Linked DNA regions of Triticum aestivum: region 2 is linked to region 1. Evidence: chromatin contacts called from public Hi-C data. All regions are on one chromosome and are shown on one strand. Each heading gives the region's core, a stretch centred on a gene start, on an enhancer-like site or on the middle of the called end of the contact. The rest is flanking DNA. Distances are from core to core; before and after follow the strand shown.

The links. Hi-C and Micro-C count contacts between places; a contact is called where the count stands out from the background.
Region 2: a Hi-C map of leaf shows a contact between it and region 1, with 4 times the contacts expected there. The contact joins the promoter of LOC123062862 here to the promoter of LOC123062861 in region 1. A contact is called at or near these places in 2 of 5 Hi-C or Micro-C datasets (both in leaf) and 1 of 1 datasets of contacts at active chromatin or transcription factors (leaf).

The regions. Positions count from the first base shown.
Region 1 is chr3A:645,173,904-645,177,036 of IWGSC CS RefSeq v2.1, reverse strand. LOC123062861 (probable inactive receptor kinase At2g26730) reads right to left here and starts at 1,469. Exons shown (of 2, transcript XM_044486544.1): 1 at 1-1,469. The coding sequence starts at 1,346.
Region 2 is chr3A:645,323,961-645,327,093 of IWGSC CS RefSeq v2.1, reverse strand. It overlaps LOC123062862, which reads right to left and starts at 1,696. Exons shown (of 16, transcript XR_006429922.1): 1 at 1,107-1,696.

The DNA.
Region 1 (3,133 bases), core at 220-2,719:
TAGTAGCCGCGCACGGGGAGCAGGTTGCGGTGCTGCACCCGGCCCAACGTCTCCACGGCGGACGCGAACTCCTGTCGCTCCGCCGCCACGTTCTTCAGCCGCTTCACCGCCACCGTCGTCCCGTCCTCCAGCGTCGCCCTGTACGTCGGCCCCGCGACGCCGTTCCCCAGCACCTCCGCCGACGCCCGCAGCAGGTCCTCCAGGTCGAAGCTGTAGCCGCCGCCGCCCATGAACACCAGCCGGCTCCTCATCATCTCCGCCGCGCCGCCGCCCGCTGCCGAGGGTATCTCCTTTGAAGACGTCAGGTCGGTCATCTCGCCTGACACCGTCGACGGCGTCAGCGTGTGCCCTCTCACCGGCGTTGCCGGCGTGGGCGCCTTGTTCCTGTCGTCGCCGCTGGCTGCCGCGTCGTCCCGGCGGCTGCGGACAAAGCAGAGCACGAGCAGGATGAGAACGAGCAGCGCGCCAGCAGCGGCGCCCACGGCGATGGCCGCGACCGCCGTGCCGGAGAGCCGCTTCCTCTTCTTCTCTTGCACCGGCGGGACGACGCCGCCGCCGGGGGACGGGCATGGCTTGTCGAGGGGTTCGCCGCAGAGCCGGAGGTTGCCGGCGAATGACTCTGGCGGGAAGCGCTCGAGGGAATCCGGGACGGCGCCGGCGAGCTGGTTGTCCGAGACATTAAACACCTCGAGCCGCTGGAAGCCGCTCAGGCTCTGAAGGCCACCGGAGAGGCGGTTGCCGTCGAGCCTAAGCAACCGCAGCTCCCTCAGGCCGGCGAATGCGGCCGGTATCTCACCGGACAGGTGGTTGTCGTAGAGCGCGAGGTGCCGGAGCGCCGCGAGCCCGGCGACATCGGGCGGGATGGAGCCGGAGAGACGGTTCCCCTGGAGGTAGAGCGAGCGGAGCAGGGGCAGCGCGAAGAAGTCGGCGGGGATGGCGCCGAAGAGGCGGTTGTTGCGGAGGGAGAGCGTATGGAGGCCCCGGAGCTGGCCGAGCTTGCCGGCGGGGAGGGCGCCGGCGAGGCCGACGCCGGGGAGGCGGACGGCGACGACCGTGGCGTTGCTCGCGTCGCAGGTGACGCCGGGCCAGAGGCACGCCGAGGGCGCGGACGGCGAGTTCCAGCCCAGATCGCGCTCGTGCGGCAAGGCGGCGAGGAAGGACTGCAGCGCCGTCCGCTCTTGCTTCGGCGGCTCCACGGCGTGGCAGCCGAGAGCGGCGACGGCCAGCGCCAGCAGCAGCACCGGCGTTCGTGGTGGGATCGCGGCCATCTGTGTGCGCGTGCGCCGCCGCTTGGCAAGTCTGATGGTGTGCTGCGGCCACGGCTGGGAAGAACGCGGCCTCGGCATTTGAGAGGCGCTTGCTTGGCTCGCGAGCGAGCTACACCGACTGCCACAGGTTGAGGGTGTGTGGATGGGAGCGAGCTATGTCAAGTGTCTTATGTACAGGTTGGGTTGCCTGGCTTGGCACAGGATCTGGAGTTTCATGTGGTTATAGGCTGACTCTGTTGCCGACAGAGTGGAGACAGAGAGAGTGGCGCTGCCGCCATTTGCACGTGCGCGCCATGGAGGCAGAGCATTAGCCGTTGGAACATTCTCCTCGGATCCGGGCTTGGCTTGGATCGTAAGTAAGCGGTGGATCATATGCATGCATGCATATGCATGGCATTTGGCATCATGTCCACTCTACTCCGCATGTCGCCGAGACACGATGGAGTGAGCCGCCTACAATACCGTTTATGCCATCATTTTTCCATCTTATTTTGCCCGCGGCATGATTGCAAATGGGAAGGTGTTTTTACTCATCTTCTTTTTCTTTTCCAGATGATAAGTGCTACACTTGTGACACGAAGTAATACGGACATGCCGTTTTTTATAGTACTCCCTCTATAAACTAATATAAAAGCGTTTAAATCACTAAAACAGTATTTTAGATGCTCTTATATTATTTTACGGAGGAGGTACTAAAGTTGCCATTCAAAAAAGAACAAATCTCAAAAAAATTCAAACTTGTCATGCAAACAGAAAATTAACATGCTTCATAACTAAAGTTGTCAAAAAAAATCATCAGGACCACACGTGTAACATTTATCAGGTTTGCATTGCTTACCACAAGTGCCACCTGGTACTCTTCTTCTTTTTCGAATTGACAAGCATCACGCTCCCAGTTTTCATTATCGTCAACGAAAACGGAATACGGAGGGGTGGTCGACACGGCAACAGTATGTACCCAATATTTTTGGCACCAATGATATGCTGCCACATGTAAAGAGATTTTTTTTTAGAAAAAGAGGATGCCCCCCGCCCTCTGCATCTTTATTGATTATTTTTGAGGACCTTACAAAGTATTACAACAATATGTCTGAATCCGTCATCTTGGCAATATTTGTCGCTACTCATATCCAAATGATGAAGACGTGCTAGCTGGGCCACTACCCAGACCACTCATCTAATCCTAACATCAAAATGATGAAGGGGTGCTAGCTGGGCCACTACCCAGACCACTTACTTAAACCTAACATCAAAAGCCGGAAGCCCCAGCCGAGCCACATACCGCGTATGGGGTACAAACCGGTCCGACGCACTCATGTGTCGTCGCCGCCATCTTCCACAGGTCCGTCTTCAGAGCAAATATTGAGGCTTCTACCTTGTCTGGCCACTACGTCACCACGACACCAAACAGTTTCGTCCTCCTGCGCGAGTCCATTGCCACACAGCGGACGCCGAATCTCCACTGCGCCACGCCACCGAGATACGTCGCCATCAATGAGTAGGATGAAGCACCGCTCCGCCGAGTCCGGCGGGGCTGCTGAAGACCAAGCATCGTGGAAGAAGGACTCCGAGGCTGAGCACATAGGCGGCAGAGCGCCAACGCACCGCCACCAGACAAACTCCGACCATGCCACCAACCGCCGCCAAGCAACCAAAGCATCACATCCGCCCCAAGCTCACCACGAACGACACCCCCAAGAGGGTGACGACGCCCGGAGCGCCGCTGTCGCTCGATCCGGTAAGGATTTAGGCTTTCGCCCGGCATACGAGCTGGGTGGAAGGAAGAGGGGAAGGAGGCAACCTGGACGACGCCTACAAGAAGGGTACGGCGCCCTCGGGTGTCGCCGCCGTCTTGGCCAGCACTG
Region 2 (3,133 bases), core at 447-2,946, 150 kb before region 1:
TTGCAGGCTTTATTTCAGAAGTGCGTCAATAGCTAATGTGCACATTTACTAGAAGTCTTCCCTCTCGCTTTATGCTTCATTTTAGTAGTACATGACTACATGTACAACAAAGAATCAAATTATCTGTATCAAGAAAACTAAAACAAATAGCCATTTGTGAAGGTTAAATTTGAAACAGCCGATGTTAAAGAAAACTCTCATATGTGTACTTCTCAAACATGGTCGGCACGCGGGAGTTCGGTAATGTTGCTATTCATCGCATGCACAATGCATAAATACACTCCCCGAAAACAGATACGACAAAACACGAAAAACTAGTCAAGGAGTAGTATGCCTAGAAAGATGAACTATTATCCTTAGGCCATAGCCCGTAGACAAGTACACATGAGACATGAGGCATCAGGAAGCTGCTAACATTCTTGGACTATAAGCATTACATAACCACTATGATAGACTTTACAAGTCCACCGGTACCTAGTTCTCGAAACAAAGTCCACCGATAGCCATGGATATACAATAAACTTAGACCTTTGTGACTCTTGGTGACCCAGCGACTAGCGAGGATCAAGGTGACATTTCCTTTCACTCCTAGAAAGCAATGAACCACAATAGGAAAGCTCTAAAAGCATGGCTCTTTTCAAGATCCCATCAAGACTATATAGAAATGCACCTGGACTGTTAACATTACTTAACTAACTCAAATGGGTTGAAAACTTCTACGCACTACTCAGGCAGTAGCAAAGCAGATAAATACCATGTAGTACAATACCAGTAATCCAGCAGTCGAGCATATACATAAAAAAAAGCAGCTTGTTGGCATACTCAGCAACTAATCACACGTCCGCTGGGGACGACTAGGAGCTGGCTAGGCTAGCAGCCGGCAAAAAGGTAACATCTTTACTAATCCACTAGCAATAACTAAGCAATAACTAGGCAATACGCATACATCAACGCCATAAACGCGCCAAATATGGCAAATTTTAAGTGTTGACAGATACAGCAGCAATGAAATGAGCATTAGCAAAAGAACATATTTTTTCTGCCACTCTGCATGGCAAGCAGGGCAGATCCGAAAGAGAGCTTGTGAGGCAGCGGAAACCACCCACCTACGGAGACGCCGATGTCCGTGTCCGTGACCTGGTTCTTGCGGAGCTTGCGCTCCAAGTGCGCGGCGATCCATATGGTCCCGAGCGGGCCCTTCTTGGCCAAGATGAACTGCGAGTAGAACATCTCCGGCTGCCCTCCTCGCTGACGGAGCACGCAGCACGAAACCCTAGCCTAGCCTGAGCTCAGCTCAGCTCACCTCAGCTCCCCGACGGACGGGGAAGAGCAAGCAAGCAAGCTCCGGCGTTCACGACATCCCCCCCGCCGCCGGAAATCCAGGCCCTAGGCAGAGGGAACCCGCAGCTCGCCGCGGCCGGACGCTCCTCTCCGGCTCCAATCGCCCGGAAGGGGAAGCTCCGGGAGGGCGGAATGCGAGATGGAAACCCTAATCTGGCGGTGGGGAGCTGGCGTACGGGCGGGGAACCCTAGAATTGGGCGGAGCTGGGGGCCGGGGCGCGCGGGAGGAGGTGGGGATCTGGGGATTCGGCGGGGGCGCGGGCGATTGAGGCCAGCGATTTGGGAAAATTTGGAATCTTTGGGGGAGCGGAGCGGGGAGTTGAACTTGACAGTGTGTGGGCGAGCGAGCGACCTGCCTGTGAGGGGAGAAGAGGGAGAGCTCGCCGAAGCAAAAGTCCTACACGCTTCGCCGCCGCGCCCCCGAGGAGTTTGTAAATTACACTTGGCCCCTCGCGCTGCTTGTCTCGGGGGTGTTTCTGTTCGTTGCGGGATATGCTAGGGGGTGAAATGTAAAAAGGCGAGTTGGTAATAAATGCGCGGTTGCCGGGGCGAGAAACCCGCGCGAGAATATCGTGCGCTCGTGCGGCCGCCGTCGGATCCGGCGACGCGGGGTATCGTGTCCGTGCGACCGTGTCGTGGGAGGGTCGTGTCGTATCGGGCGGGGACGGGCAGAGGCACGCGCGTCTGGCGCCGTGTAATGGAAGCTGCTGCTACCGGTTCAGGCCCCTGTTTTCGGCTAACCGGTTCGTGCCAGCCACGTAGTCCCTCCGGCCCGGCACAGAGGCCCGATTTGGAAATGCTGGTGGTCAAGACAAAGGCGTGAATCTTGCAGGAATGTTCGGATCAGTTTTCGGCGAGGAGGCCAGAAATAGAAACACAAGGTGAAGTAATTGAGACGGGGCAAGTGAATTTTGAACAAATGTTTGGCTTTATTTCCTGCCCAGAGGTCAGATATACTTCTAGAAGTGCAAGTAATTAAGACGAGTGATTTTCACTCGTCTTGATGACGGTTGCAATGGCGAAAAAATCTCTTGCTCCGGAGAAAAGGTTTCTCGCCCTGCTTCTTAAATGCATCGCTCGTCTTTCTCGGTCTAACCTTGCGTCTGCGTGCCTAGCGGAGTGCCTTGGTGAATCGGGACGAGCCAGTGTTGACACCTTGTTGGTTGTTGCCGATCCGAGCTAAGTGGGCCAGTGGGGGTTTACGCCTTGTTGGCTGTCGCCTTGTTGGCTGTTTCTAGTTTGCATATATAAAATTTTGTCAGAAGTCAAACTTCATGAAATTTGATCAACTATATAAGAAAAATATAATTCGATGCATCATGAAATTAATTTGTATGCTATATAACTTTTTCAATGCAAATGTTGATATTTTCTAAGATGTAATTGATGGAACTTTACATAGTTTTGATTCAAACAAACTTTATACGCATCGTAAGAACTAAGAAGAAACGAAGGGAGTACTTGGCATTGGCAGCAAGTCAACAGGGCACCAAGGGCATGTATAACCATATACTTTGCGGTACCTTGTAGATTTGGCCTGGGCGTTAGACGCATGACCCGTGGAAGATTTGGTATTAATGTTGACATATAAATGGACTAATGAGACCACTCAAATGATGAGCAGATCTTAGTATCAGTTTGTGAAGGTTGTCGTGAACGTAAAAAAAGTGAAAGAAAACTCAAACGTCTTTTCACGCATGTTATTTTATAGTGTTCATTTGCTTCTCTTGAGCTTAGGAATCCCGCACTATTTAATAGGGGATTTAGTTGACGAAGTCCTTCCTCGAAACAT